Regions from separate parts of the Sus scrofa genome. Here region 2 is linked to region 1. Evidence: chromatin contacts called from public HiChIP or PLAC-seq data. All regions are on one chromosome and are shown on one strand. The core of a region is the stretch at or near the end of the contact, and the rest is flanking DNA. Distances in the headings are between cores, read along the strand shown.

Region 1 (5,615 bases), core at 2,950-5,449:
GCTAACTAAATGAGAAGAAGAAAGACGGAAAAAATAAAATTACTTGGGATGGAAAGAATGTACTACGTAGAAAGAAATTTAGACACGCTTTTGTTCCCGAGTCTTTGCACTTTAAGCTGACGGCGTTCCCTTCCCAGCAGAGGGCTTGTCACCCCCACGCCTCTCTCCAGCCCAACCTACATACGGGGCAAAAGACGAACGGGCTCTGTTTCGTCTGCCGCGGACCAGGAACCACTCCAGTCGCATTTGTATATCCTAATATATCTTAATAATATTTAACAGCCAGTCAGTCAAAAAAGGTTTATTAAGCAGCTACCATGTACCTAACAAGCGAGGGGTAGAGCGCGTCCCCTGCGTGAGGCTGGGCGACCCAGAGACGAAGCCTGGCTGGCGGGGGTGGAGGAACCGCCCCTCTGTGCCATCGCCCCTCTCTGGGTCTCGTGAGACCAGCAGACATTTCCTTCTACCTCTCCCTTCCTTCTCAGGGGCCAGACCTTAGGCAACACGGGCATCCTGATGGGTCATCAACACAATGCATTTAAAAGGGCCTCCACGACCCCGCACCCACACAGCAAGCATATCTGTGTCCCTAAGATCGAGAGGAACAGTGACAACACGAGAAAGATCCGCCTCCGCCGTCCCCGACTCAACGGTCAGCCAACGGCCACCAGGGAAGGGACCAACAGATGGAAGGCTGACGAAGTTTTTTAACGAAGGGACCAGCCTCAAGTCTCCAGTGGGCTGCAGACGTGCACCAGGGCAACCCGCCAGCAGGCTAAGCCCGAGTCCCATCCATTCAGAGCAATGGTCTCCAATGCTGGCTGCACACTGGAAAGACCGAGGAAACTTTTAAGCCAAGACACGCCTCCTTCTACTCCAGAAACTGGTTTACGTGTCTGAGGTGCAGTCCATATGCTGCCACACAGAGCCACCAAGGTAGAATCTCCCTTTCCTCGCAAAAGAGGGATTAAGCTCCTCGGGCAGGAACACGCTCCAACGTCATCATGGGCATCAGTGAGGAAACGGGCAGTTACGAGATGTCAGCAACATTTTCTAGGAAGCTATTGCTTGGGTACCGTTTATCCTCTAAATCAATGACATGTGAGTTCAGAGCAGGGCCCTAGCAGGTGTTTCTACAGAAGGCCAGCCAGGAAACGGTGCCAGCTCTGTAGGCCTCTGGCCACTGCCCACCTCCCCAGCTGTGCCCTGTGGAAGGCAGCCCCACTGCCGGCGGGAAGCAGTGGGCATGGCTCTGCCCCAGTAAAACCTCGCTCACAGTCACAGGAACCACCTTTGGGCTTTGGGGACGACAGGCCTGTCCACTGGATGACCTCACCGTGCTCCTGCACTTCTCTGAACCCCAGAGAGGTTAGGTGTTGTGGAAAGTAAACGCAGGAAAATGAGCGTGTGTCTCAGGACAGTCTCTGAGACTTGGTGTTCAGCTACGGTTCAGCAAGTGGCCTAGAATCAGACGAATCGTCAAGGAACTCCGCACGTTTCAGAGAGGAGTGGTGACATTAGTTTCCTTCTCTTAGGAAGCTGGTGACCCTGCAGCGCCCTGGGACACCATGTGCATGGCCCCTCCACTGACCTGAAGCCGTGGGTTGGCAACATGAGGGTGCTTGAAGGACACCAGCTCTGCACAAGACGCCCCATCTCTGGTATCAATTGCTTCGTACACCTGAAGTGTTTGAAAAGAGAAGAGCTATGAGGACAAAACATCTATCCCAACAGAATCTAGACAACACACAGCATATACCCTGCACTTCACTTCCCCTACTCTGGGGGAGTGAGAATAATCCAGATACAAGTCAGCACTCTCCTTAGCGCACAATCACTACATCTTAAGATGTGATCTGAAGGCAAAAAGTGAAAAAGTGGAACAAGCCAGTGTTTATTACTTGCTTTTTAATGAAAGTGGATTATTCTAATTTTATTCAGCCATGCTAACAAACATTTGAAAATCCACTTATGCAGCTTATGAAGAAGAAGAAAAAAAAAAGCTTGAAAACCACATATATCCAAAATGCAGAGAGCTTTCATTCAACCTTCACATAAAATAAAAAGGGAAAGATAGTGACAAAATAAAACGTCACGGTCACACAGCAGGGTACTGAGTGTCGTGAGAATCACGTACACCTACTTAGAGCAATGTGGAAAAGTGTCCACAATATGCTTTTTGTCGATTTTGCAAAGTTAGTTGTGTGGCATGTTAGCACAGGAACAAATGCAGGGCCCCATGCCACACCAGCTGACCCCTGGCCAGTATGGTGAGAGCTGGGCAGGGGGGTGGGGGAGCGAGGAGACTTTGACTTTATATATTTCTATACTGGAGGCCTGGGTAATGGCAGATGATTTATAACTAGCAAACCAAATGACATTTTAAAATAATATTTATCTGGAGTTCTTGTTGTAGCTCAGTGGGTTAAGAACCCAAGAGTGTCCCTGAGGATGCAGGTTCCATCTCTGGCCTCTCAGTGGGTTCAGGATCCAGAGATAATGTGGCTGTGGCTGTGGCTGTGGTGTAGGCCAGCAGCCGCAGCTCTGATTTAATCCCTGGCCTGGCAACTTCCATATGCCACAAGTGCGGCCCTAAAAGAAAAAAAAATTGTCAAAAAATGACAAATTTTTGTACATCTCAAATGTCTGCGTTCTTGTTTGACTTTATTTATTTTGTCTTTCTGCCTTTTCTAGGTCCGCTCCCGCAGCACATGGAGGTTCCCAGCCTAGGGGTCTAATCAGAGCTACAGCTGCTGGCTTACACCACAGCCACAGCAACATGGGACCCGAGCTGCATCTGCGACCTACACCACAGCTCACGGCAATGCTGGATCCTTAACCCAATGAGCAAGGCCAGGGATGGAACCCGCAACCTCATGGTTCCTACTCGGATTCATTAACCACTGTGCCATGACGGGAACTCTGTTCTTGTTTGACTTTAAATAAAAACTGATAGTGAAAAATGTTAACTCTGCAAAGCTAAGGCCAAAGTAGACCTGTTCTTAAAGAAAAGGTCTTAGGTCTCAATCAAATGATTGGAAATGAACATATCCTTTAAGTTAAGATAAAAGCATGGATCTGTTTTTTTTTTCCCCCATGATTCCTATCTTAACCAACTTTCTCAATTAACTGAACAACTAATGGTTCCAATCATGTTACACTATATTCAACTGCCAAAGAGATAGCTTGGCTTGGTTGTCAACAGATGCCTCCAACTCAACACGGCCAAAACTACACTTATTTTTCCTTCCCAATCAGTTCTGCTCACGTGTTGCCCAGCTGGAAACCTGGGAATCATTCTTAATTCCTTCCTGTTTGTTCTCCAACCACACAGCCTTATTCACCAAGTCTCCGCAATGTCTCCATATATTCTAAAAACCCACTCTCCCCCTTTCCCTGTCCTGATTACCACGGTTCTAGTTCTGCGAAATAGCATGGCTCAGGGGAAAGACTACAAGCTTCGAATCCACAAAAACATATTTGCGCTCTCCCGTTGCATTTGGAGCCTGTTTAGACAAAACTCCTCAGAGACACAAATCCCAAAGGACATAGGTACGCCGAGCGCCAACACAGAACCCCCTTGCAGTCGAACCACTTGCTTTCCCCGGCTCCTACATCCACCACTGCCTGTCCCCCGTCCCCACACGCCCCTGAATTGAGGGCACGGCCGCCGGGGCTCCCGAGCCCCCAGGGTACACGGTGAGGGCGCCTGCTTCCCGTCTGGCGGCCAAAGGCTCCGGCGCAGCCGGCGAACGGACCCGCCCGGGCCCCAGCCCGCTCCGGGCCGCAGCTCAGGGAAGCGGGAGGTCAACCGGCAGGGGGCCCGATGGTCGGCGAACGTTACCTGCTGCAGGTACTGGTTGAGGGTGATGTGCGCCATGGCCGCGCCTGCAGTGCGGCGGAGCTGCGCGCCCGTCGCCGCCTGCTTGCGTCACTTCCGGGCCGCGGTCCGTCCCGGCCCCGCGCCCCCCGCCCTCCGCGCACCTTGGTTCCGGAGGCAGCCTGTGCGCGGGAACGCGAGCCCCGGGCCGGCATGGCGGCGCGCCCGGGCTGAGGCGGGCTGGGGGCTGCGCTGCGACTCCCCGAACCGCTCGCGAGGCCGCCTCGTCCGCGCCCCAGGTGCCCAGGCCCGCCGGCCGCTCGCCTGCTGCGAGGTTCCACACGGACCGCGGCGGAAGCGGACTGCGGCGCCCGCGAGCTCGGGGCCGGGTCGGGCCGGGTCAGGTCGGGTCGGGGTCCGGCGCGCTCCCGAGGCCTGAGGCGCGCGGTCGGCGTCGGGATCCGGCGGTTGGACCGGGCCGGGCCGGACCGGGGAGCGCAGCCGGGGGAGCGGACAGGCGGGCGCGGGCGGAGGCCCGGGCGGGGCGCTGCGGCCGCGGCCATGGCCGACGAGACCCCCAGGAAGGGCAGCTTCTCGGCGCTCGTCGGGCACACCAACGGCCTCACCAAGCCCGCGTCCCTCGCCGCCGCCGCCGTCACCTCCAAGCCCGGGGGCAGCGGCGGCTCCAAGAAGCTCGTGATCAAGAATTTCCGAGGTGGGTGCGGGGCCGCGGCGGGGCGGGCGGGGGTCGCTTTCCCTCCGCGGCTGTGTCGTCGGGACGGAGGGTTCGGCTGGAGTTAAGTTCGGCCAAGCAGCGCAGGTGTCGTGGTTGGCGAGGCCGAGCCAGAACGAGTGGCAGCCCCTGAAGCGCTGGGTGATGTCGCTTAATTTAATTACTTTCTCCGCTGTCACTGTCGTTATCTGGGAGCAAGCGTCTTCGTCCCACACAGACCTCCCTCCCGACGTTGAGTAATTTAACTCAACTTTAAATCTGGTCGGGGCTTAACTATTCCATGTTTGTTTATTTGTAACGTCTCCTTACTTAGAAGACTACATGTGTGTGTCCTAAGTATCAACACTGCAAGTATTTACCCAGCAAAAGAGAGACATTGTGGTCACATAGTCTCTAAGCCAAGGAAGGTGTAAACACAGTGCTTCCTTTGGGGAAGAGCTACTGCCCGTATTCGTCACCTAGGTGTCTTTGAGTCCTTTTTTGTAGAGTTTTTTTTTAAGGTGTGTGACTCTTGGCATGATGCCCTTCCCCACTCACTGTCTCTGGATTTACAGACAGACCGAAGTTGCCTGATAACTACACTCAGGACACCTGGCACAAGCTTCACGAGGCGGTGAAAGCCATACAGAGTAGTACCTCCATCAGATACAACCTGGAAGAGCTCTACCAGGTAAGACTCCACCTTTGCAAACAGCGGGGCTCCTTAGGATTCTCACCTAATTTCTTCAGGGAGAACGTCCAGGCCTGGGGGCCAGCATCTTGTTTTTCACTTACCGTTTTTTGCAGCTGTCCAAACCACACGGTTGTGCACTTCCACGAAATGTGACACGGGTGCGGATTCCGTGGGCCTCAGTATTGTCTCAGCGAAGGAAATACTAGAAATCCAAGTACAGGCCTCCGGCAGAAACAGTGGGAGTTCTGCGAGAGGACGTCCCCAGGGTCAAGGAGGATTTTCGGGTTTTGGCGCTTGTGGGATTTTTATTTTCTTTTCAGGCTTCAACTGTCTAGAAAGGCATTTAAAGTTAATTCATCACAGGAAAGCCATATGTTTCTGTGAGCCAT
Region 2 (5,248 bases), core at 2,375-4,874, 150 kb after region 1:
GAAACTTCTATTAAAGATGTTTGTAAATGTTACGTGCACGTGTAACGAGTTTATTATTATTACTTTTATCTTTATTTTTGCTTTTTAGGGCCACACCCACGACATATGGAGGTTCCCAGGCTAGGGGTTGAATTAGAGCCATAGCGGCCGGCCTACACCACAGCCACAGCAACACCAGATTCGAGCCGTGTCTGCGACCTGCACCACAGCTCACGGCAATGCTGGATCCTTTAACTGATTGAGAGAGGCCAGGGATCGAAGCCAAATCCTTATGGATGCTAGCTGGGTTCGTTACCACTGAGCCACAGCGGGAACTCCCTGTTGTTACTTTTAAACATACAAATAATTTTAAACTTTCCATTTGAATTTCACATACAGTAAATATCGATAGCTACAATCCCAGTAATGTCCTAAGGTGTATGGGCCTGGGATTTAAAAGCTTGGAAGCTGCTGTGGAGGGTAATGCGGGGACGGTCGTTTTGCCTACTTTCAACAAGGACTGAGCCCTAAGTTCCCTCTTGGAACCTGATGAAAGTCACGGCTCTTCTCGCCAGGAAAACACAGGTAGTACGCATGTGGGTACATGGTTTGGCGTGGAATTGCAGGTTCTCACAAACCTTCTAAGGCCATCTTGCCTTCTCAGAGGCTGGAGGAGGCAGAACTGGGCTAAGAACGCTGGCGAGATGGGTGCTCTGGTCCCCACCCCCGTCCCAGGGCAGGGAGGGGGTGCAGACACAGCTGCTCTGAGGTAGGCGGGCTGCACCCCCTGCACTGCCGTCCTGACTTGCTTCCCAAGGACACACGGAGAACGTGTATTCCCTACGTTAGTTCCTGAACATGAGCCTTTGAGAAAAACCTGAATTCAAGGTCCTACTCCGTGTAAAATTAACTGTTGCTAAATGAGGGCCTACCCCCTACGCTCTGACAGCAAACTGACAAATGAAGCCAGCCTCTCGAGGATGCTGGCGGGCTTCCCCAAGGGAGGCAGGCAAAGCCAAGACCTCCTACGGAAACCTTCCGACAGTGACAGACGGTCCAGCCCAAGACGGTGCACAGTGAGGACCAACCCAGGAAGCTTCACCCGGGAACCCGCTGTCAGTGCCGGATTTCACGTTCTGTCCGGCTCCTAAGACGACACTCGGTGTACACCTGCAGTCAAGTCCAGCACAACGAGGGGTGACGTGCTGACACGCTGTGACACGGGTGGGCCTCAGAAACACGCTGAGTAACAGGTCACACACTCCGAGACTCCACGGACATCCAACGTCCAGCACGGGCAAGGCCACAGAGACGGACGCAGGTGGTCGGGGAGGGGCGCCGGGGAGGGGCTTCCCTTAGGGATGGAGACGTCCTGGAGCCAGACAGGGGCGGCGGCAGCCCCACCACGCGTGTCCCGAGCAGCACCGACGTGCACTCTGAAATGCTCATCTCTGCAGTGCGTGGGTCTCACCTCGGAAGAGGTCAGCATGGCACCCCGGGAACCTCCAGGACAAATCCCAGAGGAACACGGGGCCAGGTGACTGAGTCATCCAAGTCGCCAAGGACCATATCTAAATTGAAAATAAGTGGCGTTCAGCGGAAATGAATCTGACCAGTATCCATGAGGATGCGGGCTCCGTCCCTGGCCCTGCTCAGTGGGTTAAAGATCCAGGGCTGCTATGAGCTGTGGTGTCAGTCACAGACGTGGCTCAGGTCTGGCATTGCTGTGGCTGTGGCGTAGGCTGGCAGCTGCAGCTCTGATTTGACCCCTAGCCTGAGAACTTCCACATGCCACAGGTGTGGCCCTAAAAAGACCAAAAAAATAAATACAAATAAATAAATAAATAGAAAATAAGTTACCCTTAAAACGACCTTCCAGAGACACCAGGTGCAACCAAGTCTCCTCCCAGGGCCAACGTGCAAGAGGCTGCCAGGCAGCCACACTTGGTTAACGGCAGCCACTTGGCCACCTTGACGGCCTCGGGTACAGCAGGCGGCGGGTGCATGGAGTTAGACCCAGGTGTCCCCTTTCACTCTCTCGGCTTTCTGGCCTCTCCAGCGAGTCAGGCTCCTGCCCACCCAGCCCCTTCCCCTTAACTGCTGGCGAGTGCTGTCTGCGGGCGACGGAGGGCTGCCCGCCCCCCGTTCTGGGGACCACCTCCTCCGGTCCTCCTGGCTCCCTGACCAGCTCTTCTCCAGCCCCTTCCTGGCTCTCTTCCCACCCGGAAGCGCTGTCCTCACACCGCCACTCCGCTCCCGACAGTCCTCCTGGAGCATCTGCCTCCTGCTTGAAACCCTCTCCTGGCCTCCACTCCCATTTGGACAAAGACTGCCCTTCCTTCCCGGCCCTCGAAGGGCGCCACCCTTGAGGCGCAGCCAAAGGGCTGGTTCCAGTTCCCTCCACAGTCTCCTGCTCGGTCCCTTTTCCCTGGTTCTCCGGGCTCAGCCAGGCCATCCTGATGCCTGGATGCAGCACCTAGCCTGCCTTTCCACCAGGCTGCCCTCCCACCCAAACATTCTAGAGAGTTCAACTCCCACCGTGTTTCTGCGGCTAAGCCTTCACACCTGGGCATCGGACATGACGTTGTGTCCTCTGCACTACAGGAGTCCCTGAAACCAGTGTCCCTCCCTGGCACTTACCAACTGCAAAAAAGTGGTTGTGTGTTCCGTGCCTGTCCTTCCTGCCAGGTCACCAGCTCCATCAACGCCAAGCACACGTCTGTCTTGCTCAGCACGGAGCTCAGCATCTTATACACAGCAAGCACCGGGTTCACTGAAGGGTCGCCCAAACCCATCCACGGCCTCGTTTTCACGACACTTCGAAGTCGCTGTACATTTCCTAACACTTCTCTGTGAACCCCAGATCCATCGCTGACTCCTGTATCTCCCCTGCTCCCGCATCTTCTTCCTGCACAACCGGCCGGCCTTGGACAGGTTCTGCTTTGGTCACGCACGTCGGCATCTGCTCGCACCTCCAAGCCCGGACGACACGCCTTTCTTTGCTCCTCCTCCCTTTCTGACCAGCTCTGTGCAAGGCCTCGCCCTTCTTGCCTCTCATCCCTCTTATTCCTACAGATGGTCTCCGTCCAAGTCCTCACCTCCTGCGGCCCAGGCTATTCCCACAGCCTCCCGGCTGGTCTCCCTTACATGGGATCCTGACCCACTCAGACCCACCTGTCCTCCCGACAAAAGGTGATCGCTTCGCACGCACTGCTCCCTCTCAAAAGCCTTCCACAGCGCCCGTTCTCGACCCTGACGTCCACGTTCCGGCCACTCTGGACTACTGGCCAGGCTCAAAGGCGCAGTCCTGCCGCCTGACCTCGGCGGGATGCTGGTGTGCCCCCAACGTCCCTCCCTCCTCGGTCACCTGGCTGCTCACGCTTCCGAAGACGCACTGACCAGAGCCCCCGGCCCGCTCAGTGCCTCCACCTCCTCAGTCAGCAACGCTGCCCCTGGGTCACCGGCCAGGTCCCACCTGCGTGCCTCCCGCCACCGGCGTCCCCACCGCGCCCGAGGCCTTCGCGCCGACCCGGACCCCGACTCTCCCGCAGCCTCCCGGTCAGGTCTCTCCAGAGCCCCTGGCTCCCGCCTCCCAGCCCCCGACCTTCCCCAGCCTAGGTCCCGCTCCCACCCCCGACCTTGGCCAACCCCACCAGCCCTCCCCGACCCCCGGGTGCCCAGGAGGAGCCACGCGGAAGGCGATGGCACGTGCCGCCTACCATTCTCCCCTGGGCGCCCCAGCTTCTCGCTGGCCCCGGCCAACTGCGCAGGCGCCCTGGTCCGGCCGCGCCGTCCCTGTCCTCGGCTCTCGAAACACCTGCCTCGGGAGGCAGCTGCAGGTCAGGCCCGGGGGACTCCAACTCCCGGCGTGCCCTGCTCCGCCCGGGGGCCGACGGGAGCCGGGCACCGCCCCGCCTCCAACTCCCGGCGTGCACCGCGCCTCCCCGGGGCCGCGGAACCCCGCCCCGCCTTCTTGGCGGCGCCGCCTGTTCCTCTAGGCCGCGTCGGCGCAGACGGCTCTCCCAGTGCGCCGGCGGCCGGGCCCTCTGCGCGCCTCACCCAGTCCCCGTCCCCGCCCCGGGGGCGGCCCCACCGCCTGGGAAGGGATGCGGAGAAGGTGCGTCCCTGCCCTCCCCTCGGCTCCCCGCGCCGGAGTGCCGGGCCCAGGACTCACCGCCGCCGGGACGTCACGGTGAGCGCTGCGCGGCGTTCGGCGCGGGGTCCGGGTCCCGCCTGAGGTGCGGTCTCGGGGCTCCCCTCCCAGGGTCGCCTCTTCCGGGGGGGTCTCTCGAGCCGGCCTTTCTCTTTCCCTCCCCGGGGGTCTCCCCTCCCCTCCTCGGGGGTTTCTCCTTACTGAGGGCGTGTTCTCCTCCTCTGCAGGGTCTCTCCTCTCTCGTGGGGTCCCCTCTCCCTGGGCCTTGGTCTCCCCTCTCCCGGGGTCTTCCCGCCCGAGCCTGCTGCTCCCGCCCGCGGGCGTGCGGCAGTGCTGCACCGGAGCGCCCTTTTCCAGACCCGCGCAGCTGGCGGCGGCCCCAGGGTTGCGGCGGGAGCGGGGGCGGGGGGCTCGGAGGGGCTGGGGGGAGCGCCTCGCCGTTCTTGAGTCACCGATGACGCTGCGGACACTGCCGGCCACACCGTTGGACCGTATACACCCTCCAGGCGCCTGCCGCTCGAGTCCCGTGTGCGGAGGAGCCGCTGCTCCAGGATCCCCTCTGGGTCCGGGCCTCCTCGCTGCCCCCAGGTTCCTTTCACATCTCACCTGTGAGCCCCGAGTGAGGCCGTGGGTCACCGTCCACGTGCGGTCAGATCGTGCGCTCGTCCAGGTGAAGGCGGCTGCAGTGAGGCCCTCCCCCAGAGCCCTGAGCTCTCTTTCATTCAGGGTCAGCGGGGGACCGAGCCCAGGAGACGGCCTCTCCCAGGGCTCCGAGCCGGAGGCTGGATGGCAGGGGTTTTAGAGAAGGGGTGCCTGCGGCCCTGCACACCTGGCGCAGAGCGTGGCTGCTAGTCACAGGCAGTGTCGCAGTTCTGATGTTAGCGCTCCCCGGAGTGCGGCAAGATGCCGCAATCTGGGCTCGTAAGCGTTTTTCCTAAAGAACAACCTCTGGTCTGTTCTGTCTGTTTTCCCAAAGCACAGAGGCCTCGACCTGCTCCCTCGGTCTGAGTTCCTCTCAGGGGCACTGGCGGCACCGGCCACAGTGCTCCATGCCTGATCCTCCAGCAACTGCCCGACAAGCAAGGCTCCTCGGTTTACAGCCTTTTCCTATTTGTT

What was found. HiChIP or PLAC-seq counts read pairs in DNA pulled down with a chosen protein or histone mark.
Region 2: a contact with region 1 is called in an H3K27ac HiChIP or PLAC-seq map of alveolar macrophages. The contact joins the promoter of DCUN1D2 here to the promoter of CUL4A in region 1. A contact is called at or near these places in 2 of 47 Hi-C or Micro-C datasets (epiblast stem cells and fetal skeletal muscle) and 2 of 2 datasets of contacts at active chromatin or transcription factors (alveolar macrophages and skeletal muscle).

Annotation. Positions count from the first base shown.
Region 1 is chr11:78,552,831-78,558,445 of Sscrofa11.1, forward strand. CUL4A (cullin-4A) reads left to right here and starts at 4,200. Exons shown (of 20, transcript XM_003131101.4): 1 at 4,200-4,535; 2 at 5,108-5,223. The coding sequence starts at 4,382. It overlaps PCID2 (PCI domain-containing protein 2), which reads right to left and starts at 3,954. Exons shown (of 15, transcript XM_021065973.1): 1 at 3,845-3,954; 2 at 1,592-1,681; 3 at 1-5. The coding sequence starts at 3,880.
Region 2 is chr11:78,705,102-78,710,349 of Sscrofa11.1, forward strand. DCUN1D2 (DCN1-like protein 2) reads right to left here and starts at 3,625. Exons shown (of 8, transcript XM_021065981.1): 1 at 2,620-3,625. TMCO3 (transmembrane and coiled-coil domains 3) reads left to right here and starts at 4,004. Exons shown (of 14, transcript NM_001267851.1): 1 at 4,004-4,171.